2 separate regions of the Zea mays genome follow, and region 1 is linked to region 2. The links are chromatin contacts, called in public Hi-C maps. All regions are on one chromosome and are shown on one strand. Each heading gives the region's core, a stretch centred on a gene start, on an enhancer-like site or on the middle of the called end of the contact. The rest is flanking DNA. Distances are from core to core; before and after follow the strand shown. Region 1 holds the start of LOC100304353. Region 2 holds the start of LOC100275351 (Basic leucine zipper 25).

The links. A called contact is a pair of places that touch in the nucleus more often than the background predicts.
Region 1: a Hi-C map of ear shows a contact between it and region 2, with 2.9 times the contacts expected there. The contact joins the promoter of LOC100304353 here to the promoter of LOC100275351 in region 2. A contact is called at or near these places in 2 of 25 Hi-C or Micro-C datasets (ear and tassel).

What each region holds. Positions count from the first base shown.
Region 1 is chr1:174,882,709-174,887,132 of Zm-B73-REFERENCE-NAM-5.0, forward strand. LOC100304353 reads right to left here and starts at 2,994. Exons shown (of 1, transcript XM_020546530.2): 1 at 928-2,994. The coding sequence starts at 2,478. The coding sequence ends at 1,978. LOC103645055 (protein ROOT HAIR DEFECTIVE 3 homolog 1) reads left to right here. Exons shown (of 22, transcript XM_020546527.3): 10 at 95-253; 11 at 3,223-3,291; 12 at 3,369-3,460.
Region 2 is chr1:174,622,185-174,626,564 of Zm-B73-REFERENCE-NAM-5.0, forward strand. LOC100275351 (Basic leucine zipper 25) reads left to right here and starts at 2,132. Exons shown (of 6, transcript NM_001149446.1): 1 at 2,132-2,341; 2 at 3,824-3,911. The coding sequence starts at 2,204.

The DNA.
Region 1 (4,424 bases), core at 1,744-4,243, 260 kb after region 2:
ACTGTGTAGATTTTTTTTGTAGGGAAAGTAATGCAAAATGTTTCTATTTGTAATGAATAATTATTTTCAAGAACCTTACTTTTACCTTGAACAGGTTCAACAACTTAGGCAGAGATTTTCAAATTCAATTGCACCAGGAGGTCTTGCAGGTGATAGAAGAGGAGTAGTTCCTGCTTCAGGTTTTTTGTTTAGTTCACAACAGATTTGGAAAGTTATCCGAGAGAACAAGGATCTTGATCTTCCTGCTCACAAGGTACCTCTCTTTCCTGCTTGCATAAGACCCATGCTAGATCGCTACACCAATTCACTTTGAAGGGGTCCTCTAGAATTTTTTTTCTCGAAAACGCAGGAGAGGTACGAATTTTTTTTCTCGAAAACGCAGGAGAGGTACGCATTATTCAATAATAGAAGGATAGAGCAAACACAGGCAAAATAAACACCTCACAAACAATAAAAAGGGGAGGGGTGGTTTAAATTACATACAATCGGGTAAACATTAGAACAGCGGCCAACACAAATTGAGCATTATTCCCATTCGACCTCTTCACTTGGCGCAACGAGTGAACATAGGCCCTTGACTCTTGCTACACCATGGTTTTAGATTTCGTCACCAGCCAAACTCAACACCGTAGATAGGCGAGGGGAAATTCTGTTGAAGACACACTCATTCTTGTGTTTAGGGTGTTCAAACCCTTTTGAAGAGTGTTAGGAACTAAGATGGACGCTCGCCGCCACCATTCAAGAAGTAAAAAGAGGAGACCTCATCGGGCTGTGGGGAGAGAGCCACTAGCCCCAATCGCTGGAGAAGGATAAACCAGAAGTGCCTTGTTAAGACGCATCTAACCAACAGATGGTTAATCGTTTGTTTTTTTTTTAACGAACTAGGCAGAGATGCCGATTATATTAAAAAGAAGAAGAGACCCAGACTAGGCAAAACGACCAAACAACAGCGTATGGTTGGATTGGAACATCAACATGTGCCACACAACACTCGAACCAACTAGAAACAACAAAAGTGGGCTGGTTGGATTGGGACATCAACAGATGACCACACAACACTTTTGCTCTACTCCACTCACCTCGTCAGCAGTTCTAAAGCCTGGCTCAAGTCATCGTTGTCGAGCTTAGCACCGAGGCTTAGCAGCTCCGACTTCATGCACCAGACCACAAACCAACTCCTACAACCAAAACTAACAAGACCACGAAGGGCAAACCCACCAACGCAATGCAGAAGAGCACCTAAAGCTGCCATGAGTTATCATTGCCAAGCATGGTTGTAAAGTAGCCAGCGACTCTGACTTACCATGGCAAATCTTAGATGATCCAAACGAAAACAGGCAGGCGGCCCGAAGCGAAAGGTCACAACAGGCCATCATTGTTGAGCTCAAACCAAGGAGCAGCTCCGACTTCCAATCTTGATCTGGCGCCCCGCCCCCGACATATGCCCAACCTCCAAAGCAAACCAGTCCACGAAGGAGGGAGGGTTTTGCTTCATGTCATCATTGTCGAGTCACATCCTCTAACGTAGCAGCTCCGACCTCACGTTGCAAGTCCCTTCCTCTACCCGCATATCGGGCATCGAGAAGCGAAAGCATCAACTAAATGCGACGTCGTGGTCAAGACGAATTTCAATAGTGACGCCTTTAGGAAGGGAATGACGTCGGGGACACCTCCATCGCCTGTCCGAGATGGATTGAGCTTTCGCCCAAAAAAAACGATGCTGGGGAATGTGACACCCTCGACAAGAGAAGCGCCACGGACATCACCGTCGCCGAGACTTTCGCCCAAGATGTCTCCCAACACATCGTGAGGTCAAGAAGCTGGGCCATAGCAAGTTGTCTTTGTCGTCGTAGCTGCCCTGCGATCCCGCACAAACCCTTCTAGAGGGGCATCGACGGCTCGACGCATCGGCTACCGCAACAGCCTCAAAGCTGCGTCGGTCGCCACCCCCTCTAGCAGGGCACACGGAGCTCGATTTCACCTTGCCGTGTGCGTCATGCTATCACGCGCCGAAGCCGATGCCGGCAGTCGTCGCCGGCCTGGCACTCGCGGCCACTGCGAGGGTCTCACCCCCGCCACGAGGAGATGACCGCCGTGCAGGTACGGTCGCTGCACCTCCTCCCCGAGCCGCCAGGAGCTCCGCGCAAGAGGGCCACAACGGCCGCTCAAAGAGCCAGCTGAACGACATGTTGCTGCATCTGCCGATCGGCGCCAGCTCGCGCCCCGGCGGGCAGCACGGTGCAGCCACCGACCGTGCAGCGCGAAGAAGGTAGCGAACGAGGCCGAGGACGACCGGCGGGTGGGAGGCGGTTGCTCTCCCGGCCTGTGATGCTTCGGGTCGGCGTCGCACTCCTCACCCCCAACTTCGTCGACACGGTGAGCTTCCACGTGCACGCCGTCAGTGGGCCGTTGCACCACCGCCACCGCGCCTCTACCTGCAACGCCCACGCGAGCGCACGGCACCGCCACGAACACCATGACCACGCCCCGGCCACGAGTTCCCTCCCGCGTGGATCTGGGCGCTCGCGACGCCAACTGGGCGGATGCGTCGCCGCCACCATCCTGGGGGCCCGGCGGGCATGCCGGCCAACCCCTCTGGCAGCCGTGAGACAGAGAGAAGGGGCAGTGGGGCGGTAGCGGCTAGGGTTTTGCCGCTCGAGTCGCCCACGCGGGGGAGCTGCAGCCTTCTCTACCCCGTGACTTTATTTCGCGAAAGAGTTGCATTATCAATATATTAAGAAGAAAAGAGTAAGGGTCTGGGAAGAGACCAAATACAAAAACCTCCTTACAGAAGTAGAAAAACAAAAACATCAAAAGACTCATCTATAACCCATTAGTGGTCCAAGGCCAACAGCTTAAGACCAAAGACTTCTAAGGGCTCTAGCTCCAGCCATTCCCCACAGAGCTGCATCCTCATGAATGTATTTCGATGTTTCCAGAGCCACCATGCTACTAGGATTACCATCGTATTAAAACATTTTCTCTGAATTTTTGGCACTTGACATTCAACTCTACTCCACCAGTCTTAGAATATCATAAAGTGATAAAACAAATCACAACAAAATAAATGACAACTCATGTTTTTTTAATAAGACGAATGATTAAAGTGTTGGAAAAAGCCAATTGCGTCATATATTTGCGAAGGGAGTATTACAAATTTTTAAAATAAAATACTCAACCCCTTTTATTCATGATTTACTTCCATTTGCTTTACCATGCAAGGTAATGGTTGCTACAGTTCGATGTGATGAAATTGCAAACGAGAAGTTTGGATGCATAACCTCAGACACAGTAAGATTTTGCTAGTTCATGACCATTCAACTTTTGTACAGGTTTTGGGTTTTACTAATGTGTTTTATTTTCTTTAGGAATGGTTGGATGTGGAGAGTGCTGTCCAATCTGGTCCAGTACCTGGTTTTGGAAAAAAACTTGGCAATATCGTCGACGTTCACTTGCAAGAGTAAGCCCTTGAGTGATTTGAGTCATTGACAGCCTTATGGTTGTACAACGTGATTACCAGTCCTTCCAACTTTACAAGCTATCAGGTGTATGCCTTTTATGTTCTATACATCTGCCAATAACGGTGTATGCCTTTTATGTTCTATACATCTGCCAATAACCCTTGCACTTATAAGAAAATTTTCTAAACAACCAATTTTTCTGTCTGAACTGTATTCAACAGAAAGTGAACACATGCTTATTACATTAATACTACTATATCTATCTGTTTTTATTAAATCCACATTTAAAAATACTTACATGTTTTTTTAGAACGACGCAGGAGAACAGTGTGTCATTTCATTAAGGGAGAAGAAAAATATAAACAAACAAAGGCCCTAGGGACCAGAACCCAACACTTCCAATTAAACATGCCACGCACACTCTAGGTATATGACCAAAATACTAAGAAAGACAACTTAAGTGTTCCCCATCTTGGCGTGCAGCGTGCAAAGCTCTGAATTTCCAGCAAGACACCACAAGCTGCACTCCTCAATTTCTCGGATCACCATCAAAACACTAGGTCTTATCCCATCAAACACACAAGGTTAAGTCTCTATATATATGTAACCTTCTTCTATACAATACATTAAGGGCTTTGCCATTCCAGACCCTGCCCCTTCCCCTTCCTCATCGGTGGCGTGGCCACGTGGGCACGCGTGCAGCAGCCGCCGCGGGATGTAGGGGAGCAACAGCCGCCGCAGCCTCGCGGGCGCTCCCATCCCCAATGGCGGCCAACCCTTCCTCCACCGGCGCGGCACCTCTCCCTCCTGCGCAGCCAAGCTCCCCTCCCGTGCAGCCCCTCATCATCGCGCTGGCCACCTCCTAACTGCCCGCGCTAACGCCGCATCAGCGCCTTCCACTTCGAGCTTCTCCCATCGCTTTCGCTGGATCCGTCGCTGTCGCGGCCTTCCCGGCCGGATTCA
Region 2 (4,380 bases), core at 882-3,381:
ACCACCGTCACTGGAATTCCAAGTAAAGGACAGAGACATGTGGTGGCTCGGCAGCAGCCAGGAGGCCAGATGCATGCACCGGCCCGGCCCAGCGTGTGTGATAGATAGCGGATTACGGCGGACGACGTGTCCGTGTCCGTCCCGTTCCCGTCCATCACAAAATATCTGGCGCCTGCTGCTGTCTGCTGACCTGGTAGGCCTCCCAGCCAGGGCAAAGGTACGGTGGGCCCCTGCCGAAAAAATCCACATTTCGTGGACCTAAACGCCCCCACCGGGCCCAGCGGCGGCCCAGTAGGTGCGATTAGCCCGCCCACTTGACCTGCAACTTGGGGGTCCGCCCTGATATTTTCGCGATGTGAACAGGGAGAAAATGGAATGGACAAACTGACAGCGACACCTTGTGCTTGACTTGTCAAGCTGAACTATGAGATCTTCTTAGCGTCTCTGTGTCATGGCTCAAGCTTCTTTAAAAATAACTTTAGCTTTGGATTCTTTTCAAGAGTAGTTCCTCTATAGGAGCTAGTGCTTTTTTAACAAATCGTTTGACAAAACGATTTTTTTGGCGATGAGAGAACGACAAGATAGGGGAGTGAGGAGAGGAGGCGATAAGAGCCTTTTTTGCTCCGGTTATCTCTATATAAATGGCTCCGACTCATCAGTACTATTTGTCGCGAGCTCTTTTTTAAACCGTTTGAGAGGGCTCCTCTAGAAACCGGAGCCATAGCCGGTTTGAGAGGCATCCCAAATAGGCACTTAGTTCTTAGACCGTCTCTATATTTCTTTTCGATATCTGTTTTTATAAACTTCTATAAAAAGTTCTCCTCTATTTATCATGCCCTCAAATATCTTATGCATATTCTAGTTTTGTTTAGTAGAGAAGAAAAGGGGAAGTATCTATACATACACGGTATAGAGGATGAATGAATATTCTCTCGTTAAAGGCTATATAGAAGAGAAACTTCTCTATATTTGGGATACATGAGCATAGTCTTTCGTTGAAGACACACTTACTTTTCCTCCATTTTAAATCATACTAAGCTAAACTATGTACACAAGATTTAAAGGGACATGGTAGTTCTAGTTATTATCGGTGTCCTAGATAAATTATAGGACAAAATGAACATGAGTTTTGTCTGCATTAGTTAGACCTAAAATTTAGTTAGAGTTGGCTAACAATTAGTTAAATAAATGACTAAAAATTAAATCCACCTATTATACCGTGCTTGGTTGAGCTAGTAAAAATAGCTAGCTAACAATTAGTCTTATATATATCTATATAGCTCTAGATTCTTAACATCGAGTCGCCGCAAAAAGAATCAACAAGCGCACGATGTTAACTTCCTCCGAGTGTGGATCACAACAATTTTATTTCTATTTTTTGAGACCATATGTTAGTACTATGGCACTCACAATCATATATTCTATGTACAAGTTGCATTCAATATGAACTTACAAAAGTTGATAGATGTGTTAGGGTGAACTTATGGATTTCCACTTGGCCTTCAAGTTAAGGTCCTGATTTTTTATAAATAGGGAGAATGAAATGAAAATTGTTAGATATACCTTTTCTTATGGCTTCCATATCGATGCAATCCATAATTATAGGGTGTGTATTTTACTAAAGTCATGACATAGGAAAATTACATAGCACCCGTCTCTTCTGTATCATTTGTCCACCTATGAAACTTATAATTCTACTCGTACAAAATAACTAGAAAAGTTTAATATATTTAGAATCTAAATTTAGTTAAAGTAGAGAACCTTAGGATTATCTCTATTATATAAGCATACATATCTATACTTTTAACATTAAGGGGTGTTTGATTTATAGGGACTAATTTTTAGTTCCATCATTTTATTTTATTTTAGTACCTAAATTACTAAATATAGAAACTGTAATTCTATTTTAGTTTTTATATTTATGAATTTATGACTAAAATAGAATAAAATAAATTTAGCCCCATAGAAACCAAACACACTATAATACAGGATAATGAAATGAGAAACAAAAGCAAGGGTGTTTCCCGGAAAAGACCAACAGTGTCGCCACTCGCCACAGAGCGCTCCATCAACACGACCGCCGGTATAAACGCAGCCCCCCTCCGGCCTCCACCAAGGCCAACATTGCTCAGGCTGCTCCCAACTCCCATCCTCCCCCTCCCGGAGTACGAAGTACTAGAAAGAGAGCGGCTTTCCTCTAAGAATGGCGGGTGGCGGCGCCGGCGACGACGACGTGGTGGTGGTGAGCTGCGGCGGCAGAGGCGGCGGCGACCCCGGCGCATACGCCGCGGTGCTCAAGAGGAAGCTCGACCTGTACTGCGCCGCCGTCGCCAAATCCATGGTGTGGTTCCTCCTCCTCCTACCCCTCCAAAGATTAGACTTTTCTAGGCCTATTTGAGTATTGGTTGTGTGATTGTGCCTTGTGTGCTTCGATGTTTCAGTTTCATCTCTAGCTTAATTTCGAGTCACAATGGTAGGAATTGCATGTTTTTCAGTTATTTCCCCCCTTCATTTTGGGGAGGGGAGTTTTACTGCAATTTCTAGTTTTTGGAAATCACAAGCAGCAGAAGAAAAAGTCGGTTGCTTTATTTGAGGACTCTGGAAAATGTTGAATTGATTGGTCGGTATGCTTGTCGTGTAATCCTACGCTGCCATTCTTAAGCCAGGGCTACATAAAAACTCACAGTAGATTTTAGCACCCACCAAGCACCAACAGATAGAAAGAAAGAAAAAAAAGTTTCCCAGCCTTTGACAAACATTAGAAAACACAGCACTGTGCACACACCGGCACCCATTTCTCTTATGGCTTGTGATGAACAGTATGATCAAGATCAGAGCTGTGCCATTGTCATCGTAGTACTGTGCAGCGGCGAAATCCAAATGTTCCAACTTTACATGGGTACCGTAGCAGATATTGCTTTCTGATCTGATGCAAGTGTAGTGGAGTCCTGGAGTGGTGAAACTGACATGTGGGATAATAGATTTGGTATATGTGCCATGTTGCTAGGAGGCAGGCTCACTTCCACACACTACATACACTGTGGTGGCCGGTGGGATATTCTGATGGAATGTTATGGACCACAAATGATTTGAATGAGTATGATGTGTCGGTGGTCGAGCCAATAGGATTTTCTCCTTTTTGTTTCTTTGTTTTTTTCCTGGCTGAAAGCGACAGGAAACAAAACAAGATGTGGATTTGAATAAATAGAACTGCAAATTCACTGTATTTAGCTATTTATCCGATAGTATCAGATGTTCTATTGAATTGATGAACATGTTCACAGTTTGCGATTTGCACATTTCCCTTTCTCAGAAGTAAAAATACCATACTTCACTGAATGCTAGCAGTTTTACTGTGGCTATTTTTCAATACTCTTCCGCAGTTGTTTGAACTAGCAAGGTTAAGAATATCTAGGTTTTCACAGGTGGCATGTCCAAAGATTGTTATGTGAAAATGAATTTGCACGTTGATTTTCTAAGTTAATTAGCACCACAAGTTAGTTTAGCAGTTACTTTTTCCATAAGTAGATGCTGTAAAAACATTATGCATGGTGGCTCTCAGTCACCCTATAAATAACACACTTACTTCCAATTTTCTTAAATATTTAGAGGCTGGCCTTGGCACAACCATGATATTGACCATTGCATCCAATGATTCCACAAAACTTCGAGCTATGTGTGTATTATTTATATAAATTATGAGGGTAAGGATGTGCAGTACTAGTGGCTTTCCAGAGCTTAACAGTGACATAAACCTCGCGTACTGGCTGCACCCAGCCCTTTGCCCCTTTGTTGCAGTGATGTTTACGTAAGTCCATTTCAGGAAGCTAAATCACAAGAACATTCGTTGGGCTACCCCAACTCACAAGCTTCAGATGCTTCGCAATTGATTTCTCAAGCTTCCTTTGATGGTATTTATGACCTCTCATAACTGAGTGCATGTCAGTCTATCAACCAACTTGGGGTAAACATGCAGGCAGGAAGATTTCGAAGGAAGTAGTGCCTTAGGATGGCAGGATGTGGTCTGGTTTAAAAGCATGTTAGATGCCAAATCCTATTCAGTTCACCATCTCCCCGCTGATCATTCCAATAGGGCATTAGATGCAAACCTCACTTATCCTAGTACACTTGATTACCAGCCTTGGTTTGAGTACTGTGAGTGTGAAGTGTGAACCATTCACTAGAGTCTACAGGTTAGTCTTCCATGATAATTACGTGCACAAGATCCGATCTCACCAGCAGTTTCAGTAGGATAGGTTAGCTGATGCTCAAGGAATCCAGGTGAGTAGAAATATCAATTCCGGATTACCTTTGTGGTGTGGTTGAGGTTGATGTGCCGGCTCATTGATAATTCTGGAGGAATGATCTAAACTATGAGCA